2 separate regions of the Mus musculus genome follow, and region 1 is linked to region 2. Evidence: chromatin contacts called from public HiChIP or PLAC-seq data. All regions are on one chromosome and are shown on one strand. Each heading gives the region's core, a stretch centred on a gene start, on an enhancer-like site or on the middle of the called end of the contact. The rest is flanking DNA. Distances are from core to core; before and after follow the strand shown. Region 1 overlaps Ptpn13 (protein tyrosine phosphatase, non-receptor type 13). Region 2 has its middle 6.5 kb from the start of Gm30443.

Evidence for each region. HiChIP or PLAC-seq counts read pairs in DNA pulled down with a chosen protein or histone mark.
Region 1: an HNF4G HiChIP or PLAC-seq map of pancreatic cancer cells shows a contact between it and region 2. The contact joins two enhancer-like sites. A contact is called at or near these places in 1 of 484 Hi-C or Micro-C datasets (cortical neurons), 7 of 115 datasets of contacts at active chromatin or transcription factors (the SCID.adh cell line, a beta-TC-6 cell line, embryonic stem cells and 4 more) and 1 of 9 other capture datasets (embryonic stem cells).

What each region holds. Positions count from the first base shown.
Region 1 is chr5:103,497,787-103,502,148 of GRCm38.p6, reverse strand. It overlaps Ptpn13 (protein tyrosine phosphatase, non-receptor type 13), which reads right to left. Exons shown (of 48, transcript NM_011204.2): 7 at 237-782. Among named protein-coding and RNA genes, the nearest start is that of Ptpn13, 75 kb to the right of the region's middle. Within about 2 kb of position 2,593, at least 17 of the 459 cell types and tissues checked have an H3K27ac peak or open chromatin away from gene starts, as enhancers often do. A contact at or near this core is called in pancreatic cancer cells, where this site is marked.
Region 2 is chr5:103,364,252-103,368,664 of GRCm38.p6, reverse strand. No RefSeq gene overlaps it. Among named protein-coding and RNA genes, the nearest start is that of Gm30443, 6.5 kb to the right of the region's middle. Within about 2 kb of position 1,379, at least 53 of the 459 cell types and tissues checked have an H3K27ac peak or open chromatin away from gene starts, as enhancers often do. A contact at or near this core is called in pancreatic cancer cells, where this site is marked.

The DNA.
Region 1 (4,362 bases), core at 1,344-3,843, 130 kb before region 2:
AGGCAGAACATACTCAAAGCTGCCAGATCCTTGAAGAGCTCAGATTTAAAAGTGCAGAGAGGTGCCTGGGAGCATCCTGCCGCAGGGTTCTGTAGCACTCTGATAAGAGTTTTAATCAGAGAGTGAACAGAAGTGGGCAGGAGTCAATGCGACCCAGATGGCCATGGAAATTAGACTGCTGAAATGGTTTAATATTTTAATTCATTTATCTCTCAGACAAACAGAGAATCACTAACCTTCTACATTCATGGCTTCTCTCAGAACCTGAAGTTTCTTTTGTCTCTCTCGAATTCGGTCCAAAGCGCTTGATACCGCGGTGGAGGTCGGCAGTTCTCGGGTGTGGATCACCGGCTCCACCTTCTGAGGGCCAAAGATATCCAAGGCAATGCTTCCATCAGAGTACCTTCCTTCTTTTTTTCTAGGAGTGATGGACGTCCGTCCTGTCACTGTCTCAGGGTCACAGCGTTGGTACCTGCCCGTCTCTCCAGAAATGTCTCTGTTAGCTGCACAGAGCAAGTCCATGGAGGAAGCCCATGTCTTCTTCTTGGAGAGTGCATCCATCTGTGGAGTACTAGTTTTGAACTGGTAAGGGGAAGAGAAAGTCTCAGAATCTTCATGCCTGGAATTATTATCAGATGGAGTATCCTTGAGATAGTCTTCCTCATCTCGTGTGTCTCTGATGGACAGAAATCCCATAGACTTACTAAGCCCTTTGTTAAGAAAGGTCTGCTGAGAGAGTGGAGCCTCGTGTGTGTCTAGTGCGTCTGAAGTGGAGCTTCTTCCTGGAATGATAAGAATCTATCATGTAGGCGCAGAATCTTTAGAGAATCAGCTAGCATGTAACCCACTGCTGAGAACGGAAGTGCTGCCAGCTCCCCAAGTGACGGACGCAGTGGAGGATGGGAGACAGGTGACCTCAGGGATGCCAAGGGTGGAAACATGGCCGCTGAACACATACTGAGGTGGAACCCAAGCCAGAGACACTCCATGCAATAACTCAGCCGCTGAGCTATACTGCATCACAATACCTAAGACACAAGTGATGCTTACATATATTACATTTACGGAGTAGTATTTCTGTCGTCAAAGGGAAATGATGTGGTTTTAAAATGAAGTCAAGTCGCTAATGGTAGCAACGTTTGTAGAACAACAATTACCTACGGAATGATTTAGGATAATATAATGCCTAAAATATGCTCTTAACCTCTAAATATGTGTGTTTCTAAGTAAAAAGCCCTGGTATATTCTGATCTTATAAATAGATATGTTTAGCTGAAAAACAAAACTGTTTCTATTCTGTATAGAAAGAAAATTGTAATGCATGTAATTATTAAGTTCAAGATTATATACAGATATATTTTTAGAAATCTTTAGTATATCTAAAACCCAGATCATTTCCATTGAAACTGTCAAAGAAATTCAATTTTTCATTACATTGTTATTTAGACTAAAAACTAGCTTAGCTGCAATACTAAATTTAGGTTCATCTTTATAGTTTGATAGTTAAAACTAGGTATTTATTCTGTTTGAGACATAACAAAAATGTCCATCCAGCTATATCAATTATATAAACCCACATATTCAGTACCCAAAGTGGTATTTGTCCAGTCAGTACCAGAAAAAAAAATGTAGAAAATATTTTGAAGCTACAACCTCAATAATCCTAAAACTCTGACAATTGTCTCTGGTATATTCTGTGGTTTCTCTTTGAAAGCAAATATGCTATGTAATATGACTAGATCTTTCTGAGTAACAAGAAGTTACTTACAAATTCATTTGAAGCAATCAGTTGTCTCTTCTCAGTAATGACTGTATGCTTTAATTATTTGAAAACAAATTTACCCTAACAATACAGTGACAAGTGCATTCCTATCAGCTGATGCGATCAATAATTAACACAAACCCCCAGCTGTTTGTTCTTATCTCTGTGAATGGAGCTGGTAAATTGCAGCTGTGGTCAGCTTCCATATCTGAGGTACTGGAACTACAGGACATTAGGAAACACACTACAACTCACCCAGACAGGTCATCTAGCTTCTAATCTAAGCTGGAACGCTCTAAGTGTGGCCATGTCACAGTCCTTTAGGGGTAAGTGAAATTCTTACACACACCACATCCTGAAACTAATGAATTTAAAATAATTGTATGGACTGAAAAATAGACATACTCTTGGAAGCTGACAAAATATGTATCTATTTAAAAAAAAAAAAAAAGAACTGAGAGGATCGGGGATCCCAAGCCACACATGAATGCAGCAGTCCTCGTTCTTTCTGGTCACCCTGACTCTAGGCAAGCAAACAAACTTTGGAAAATTCGAGCAGGATACAGACACCACAAATTCATGCTCAGCCACTGTGTTCCCTTGATAACATGTGCTAACAGTAAACTCACTTTCTACAGTGAGTCCACTTTTCCTCTTCTTCAAATTCCCACTTTCACTGTCACTGAGCTGATGACCCCCCTCACTTCCCACCAAGGCAACAGCACCTTCCCGTGGCCCCTTCCTGTGACTCCGAGCCTCCTCCCCTTCCCGTGGCTCTGGCTACCCACCCACCCACGTACAGATATTTTCCTTGCCTCAAAGCATGGTGCTTCCAAGCAGTGGAGGCCAGGCCCCAGCACGTAATCTGAGTTTCCCTCATTGTTTACTTTACCAAATGTGTTTGTTCTTGCTTAACTTGTCTGCTGTGCACACACGGTGCCAGGATCTCTCCCCTTTTATTGAGCTGCTCCCATTAAGACAGAAATACCATCTAATTTTTCTCAGATGGCAAACCAAACCAAGACAGACTCCTCCCATCACCACACTTCCCCTGACCACTCTCTTCCAATGCCTTATTTTCTGTTCACTATTTCCCACTGCTTGGGTCAGCATCCAGCCACCCTGTGCCTCGGCAGCCCTACTTGTACATCACTAGTGGCTTCCCTACCTGCTTAGGCTGCTTAACCTGCTCTTGATTTTTTCTAATCCTTTAATGGGTTTCCAAAGGTTGGGTTTCCTCGAGTATCAGCTTCAGAACTACACCCACACCCCACTTAGTTGTGGGTTTTCCTTAGAGATTTTTATTAATGATCCTTTAAATAACATCTTTTTGATAAGTGGGATTTTAAAACTCCCAAACTTAATTTCTTAAGGTGTAAGGTGAGGGTGTGCCTGTGCCCAGCCCCAACTGACACATCCACAGAGCAACCCTTAAATGTGAGGATCAGGGAACATCATAGAAATGGGGGCAGAGGCACTGTAGAACTAGGGTGCTCGTGCTGGGCTAGGCAGTATCCCCAGACATTATAAAAATACTCCCATGAACTCCCAACTTATGCAGCTGCCTGACCAATATTGGCCTCCTGACAATACTGGTTGACATGCCAACATGGACAGAAGGAAATTTCACAAATCCTGTCCCAAGATAAAGAACTCTAGGTTGTCAATGGCTGATGAAGGAGGGAAGGATCAGCTTCCTCCAGTGACAGGATCCCAATAAACTGTGGTCAGTCCTGGACACACATAAAGATGTGCGAGCGCATACACACGTAGCTGGATACACGCCACTGTCACTACAGTAGAAGAGGCCAGGAATTTGGGGTGGAAAGGCAGGAGTGACACAGGCCAAACGGTCACGTGTGAATTTCTCAAATAAAACTAGACACACATTCATACAAATAAAATACAAATAAACATATATTTTAAAAAAACAAGAAAATACAGAGGAAAAATAAAACAACCTACTTAAAAGATTATCACAATTTTGTTCTGTTTCTACAGATAATGCAATTCATTCTTCAAGTTTGCAAGTCCTATCTGCTGATAATCACGGACTTAAAGTTTCGCACAGCAATTACTTATAAAAGATGATCTCAATTCATAATTGAAGTCTAGCTGGAGACCAATGGGACCACAGAAAAAGACAGTCTAAGAAGGAAGAAAGATGAGGAGAGGAGACAGACCTGAGGAAGCTGGGCTAACAAGGTGGGAAGCCAGCATGAGATCCATGTCACAAATGACTAAATTCAAAAGACTGAGTTATAAAGTTACAAAAATGTTAAAGTGGGGAGATCTTTGTAATAAATCATCTAATGCAAAAGTCTAAGAGTTATAAAGTTATGTTACAGAAATGTTAAAGCAGGAAGAAACCATTGTGGAAAGAAGAAGAAGGAGGAGGAAGAGGAGAAGGGGGAAAAGAAGGAGAAGGAGAAGAAGGAGAAGAAGGAGAAGGAGGAGGAGGAGGAGGAGGAGAAGAAGAAGAAGAAGAAGAAGAAGAAGAAGAAGAACAACAACAACAACAACAACAAAGCTAAGTGGTTGTTGTTGCTGCAATGCTTGGCCTGTGACTGGTTTTATTTACATTTTGGAATAAAGAGGAG
Region 2 (4,413 bases), core at 130-2,629:
CACAGAACTCTGAGTTCATGCTTTTTTTTTTTTTTTTTTTTTTTTTTTTTTAATTGTTTTGTTTTGTATTTTGAGACAAGGTTTCTCTGTGTACCCCAGGCTGCCCTGGAACTCACTCAGTAGACCAGGCTGTCCTGGAACTCAGAAATCTGCCTGCCAAGTGCTGGGATTAAAAGTCCTTTAAGTGTGCAAGCCATAGCTGGGCAGTGGTGGCGCATGCCTTTAATCCCAGCAGTTGGGAGGCAGAGGCAGGCAGATTTCTGAGTTTGAGGCCAACCTGCTCTACAGAGTGAGTTCCAGGACAGCCAGGGCTCTACAGAGAAACCCTGTCACAATTAACTAAATTTCAGATCTAGATTTCACTAGGTTTGTTGTTGTTTTTGTCTTTGTTTTTCGCCACTCCCCCCACCCCCCAGCAATACCTTTTTTTTTTTTTTTTTTTCTATCCTAAGACCCAAGCTGGAACATGGCATTATGGTAAGTTGTCCTGTCCATTGGTCTGTCCTGGTTCCTAGCTTGTCTGTGAGGCACTGAGCTGGATAGGTCTTTTGTAGAAAAGTCCTCTGAACTGGGGATACCTGATCTTTTTGTGATTAGAACGTTCTAGAAAGAAGCACCTTCCCTCACAGCCTCTCAGGTATACGGGCATCCAACAAGCTCGTGTTGATGATGTGAGTCTCCCCTGTTGCTTGCCAGATTTCTTCTTAGTGAAGTCTCAATGCTTCTGGTTACATTCTCTGGAAACAGGCCACTGAAGCAGGAGGGGGCCTGCGGGGGGAATTAACCTCCACCTTCCTGGAAGACCAAGAATTTACCAAGTGGAATTCACTCTGCCTTTCCCTACCTATTCACTTATAACACTATGAGCTCACAGGTAATTATTTAAATACCGGCTGATAACCTACTGAATTGCTGTCTCTGTTACCACCCTAATTAGCCCAGCCTTAGCCACTGCAAGCCCTCTCAGGTGGACTTCTGTGCTCCTCTGTTGTGCTCCTGTCCCTTTGACTAAGCTTTTTGATACTACAGGAAGCACTGGGTTCATATTACATCCATCCTGCTCCAATTCTGAGAAGTTTCTTTGAGGAAACCGCATTTCCTTTAATTGGGCGGTGGCATTCCAATGTGTTATCATAATGGATTCCAGTCCCGGAAGATTTGGGCCGGAGGAGTTCACTTCGTTTCCAAAACGGTGATCAATGGTATGACCCGGTCTAGGGAGCCCACGGTGCACTTCCTTGCTGGGGATATTTACGAAGCTGCCTCAGGGGCAGGTATGTGAATCATGGGGTTAAAGAATGGTACTCAGATGATGTCATTGTGGACACTTTCAGTACAGTGAGCGGGCATGCTCAAATTTGCATTAGATGACGTTTCTGGGTCTTACACATCTTGACGTTTCTGCCCTGGGACTCATGGATTCCCAGAACAGTGCACATACAGTTTGTTAGAACTCAGGTAAACAAAAGAAAAAGTGATACATTTGCATTTGAAGAGGTTTTGTGGTTAACTTAAAAACTACCACCTGTAGACATTTCCTCTAGGCTCTGCCCCATAGTTACCTGGTAACAGCCAGGTATGCCTGACTCACCATAAAAGGGGCTGCTTGCCCACCCCCTCTCTTGCTCTTCTCCTCTTGCTTTTGATCCCGTACCCTCTTCCTCCTCTTTCCCCTTTCCTCTCCCCACTTTCTCTCCATGTGCTCATGGCCGGTTTCTACTCCCCTCCCCTCCCAACTTCCCTCCTCTTCCTCTTCCTCCTCCCCCCCTCCTCCTCCCTTCCTCCCTCTCTCTATTTCTCTCTCTCTCTGCCTTTTTCTGTCTCTACTCTCTCAATTCCCCCCCCCCCCTGCCCTAAATAAACTATTCTATTCTATACCATGGCCTGTCCCTCAGCAGAAAGGGATGCTTCTACATGGCCTGAAGAGACACACCCCTCCCCCCACACCATACCTCGCCTCCACCAAACACATCCCTGGCTTCCTTTCTTTTTCTAAAACACACCACCACCCCCTTGATTGGTAATGATAGTGTGATCCCTAAAATACCCCAGTAACTCCTGACTGTATCTGAAACAAGCATGGCGTACACAGTCGAAGTCACTGGGAAGAGCAGAAAGATATCTCACTGTTTGTGCGTTCTGGCGAGGTAGGTAACGAAGGCAATATTATTCAGCGGGAAAGTGGAGTAATAATGAATGCAGAGCCTTGGGAGCTGTATGGTATCAGACTCCTGCTTCCAGGCTGCGGGATCGAATCGGGCCTCCCTGGAACAGGGAGAGAGCAGGGAGGTTAGTTTCCACGATCTCTAGTTAGAGAGAACGTGAGGCTGAGTCTGTGGGTGTGGAGTCCACAGAGGTGGGAAAACCAAACAGCAGGACCATGAGAAGGGAGCAATACTTTGGTAAAATATATTTATTTAGCAACTCTTGGCTCCCACTGCTCAAACACTCGATTTTAAAGAAACATCCACAGCCAGGCCACAAAGTAGCCAAGAACAAGGAAGAGTGAAGGTATGCTCAGAGTAATTGGGGAAGCTCGGGGTGGGAGAGATTGAGCCCGAGAGTGAGTTATCCCAGAACAGATGGAGGCGGCCACGTTAGCTTTGCACTAAACTGTACTGTAGCTTTGAATCTATTTTCGTGATAAACTACTCATAACAAAGCTTACCACGTTAACCATGTTTATGTATGCAGTTCGGCGGCATTCCACCCTATACTGTTGTGTGACCCTTGTTGCTTGCTGTTTCCAGAACAGTCTTCTTCCTGTGGTGAAACTAAACCCTCCCCTCTCACCTCCCCACCAGCCTCAGGTAACCACTGCTGCGCTTTCTCTAAGTGTAGACGGAGTCACAGCAAATATTTTTCTTCCCCCCCCCCCCCCCCCGTAGAGATTATTTCGCTTAGCAAGACTTCTTCCAAGGGTCACCAGTGTCGTGGTATTTTGCTTAACTTTCTAAAGTGGTCATAGCCACATCCTGCTGACTCTGGTCCTGGAGCTGTACAAGGTAATTCCACAGGCTGGGTGAGGGAGTCCCGGGGTGGGGTGGGGAGGTGACTGGGAATGGGGGAGGGACACAGAGCCCTTCCAGCTGCTCAGGAAAGGTTGAGGTGGAGAGGAAGAAGGAGGCGGAGCGCTGTGGATGCGGGCAGCTCAGTGGGCAGCGAGGACCACGCCAGCGCCAGCGCAGGAGGCGGGGCTGCCGGGCTGTACTGGAGGTCTCAATAACTGGGGTTATGGTAGACTGAGAATGGAAAGTGAGTGGAGAGTGACTCAGCTGGGGTGGGGGTGCCCAACACATTGTTTCATGCAGAGTTTCTAAAGGAACGGCAATAGGTAACCTAACAGGCATTTGGGCAGGAGCGGGGTAATGATTTACTCAAAATAGTTGGCATCAGGAAAGATAAGGGGGTGGAAACCGCCAAGCGCTTTCAGGGCTAATCAGCTTAATTTGGCAGGGACTGAGGGTTTGTATGGAATGCAGAGAGAGAGATAGGAGGTTGTCGAAGCCCGTTTCTAAAGTACCACGACTGACAAGCAGTTGGTTCTGATCATTTACTAAGCAATGGGCACCAATAGAAAACAAATGGCTCTGTCCTTTGTCTCAAATCCCTAAACTGTAGATCTTGACCTTAATTAGACCAATTAGCACACAGCCTTATAGTAGCTTGCGAGACAGATGCATCTCCTAGGAGACTGTAACTGCCTGAGAGCAAAACTGCTTCGCTACATAGTGGCCCTTCTAGCCTTAAACTCACACCTCTGAACTGCCTGCTGCCTTCTATAGCATCCCGAGACTTGAAGGGGTCGGGGTTAAGAGGTTTTGATGGGAGGCACAGAATAAACTAGAAAGGCTACAATTTAGAAAGGTTAATTACAATTAACCTGATGAGCCTGTGCTGTGAGGAGGGTGCGGGGGTGGGGGATGAGTCAGGCTGCGCAAGGGAAGGTATTTTAGTAATTCGATGGTGGGGTTAAGACAGACCCTCTCTTCTGGGCTTAAACAGGAAGGGCAGGCTCTGGAAAGGAATCTGGTGTGATTATCTGGTCTTCTGTGGCAGCCAAAGCGGAGGGTAGGATGAAGTGCAGGATGAAGCACCGCTACCCCTGCATATTTTCGGCTGTGGAATCCTGACCATGTCGCTGCACACAGAGCCCAGTCTAAAGCCTCCCTGCCTGAAATCACGTTGGTGGTCTTGGTCTCTATCAATATGTTTAATACTGCCTTTGAGCATGAGAAAGGTTGCACTTGATTTTGGTTGACATTGGGGAGCACAGCGACTTGTTTCCAAGCTATACCTATAGAAATAAGGTTACTTGCAGAGTAGAGCCTATACATTCACCCTGCTACAAGTACAGATTATCAATTTATACCTATAAACCACAAGAGATTGCTTTAGGTCTGGAACTAAAGA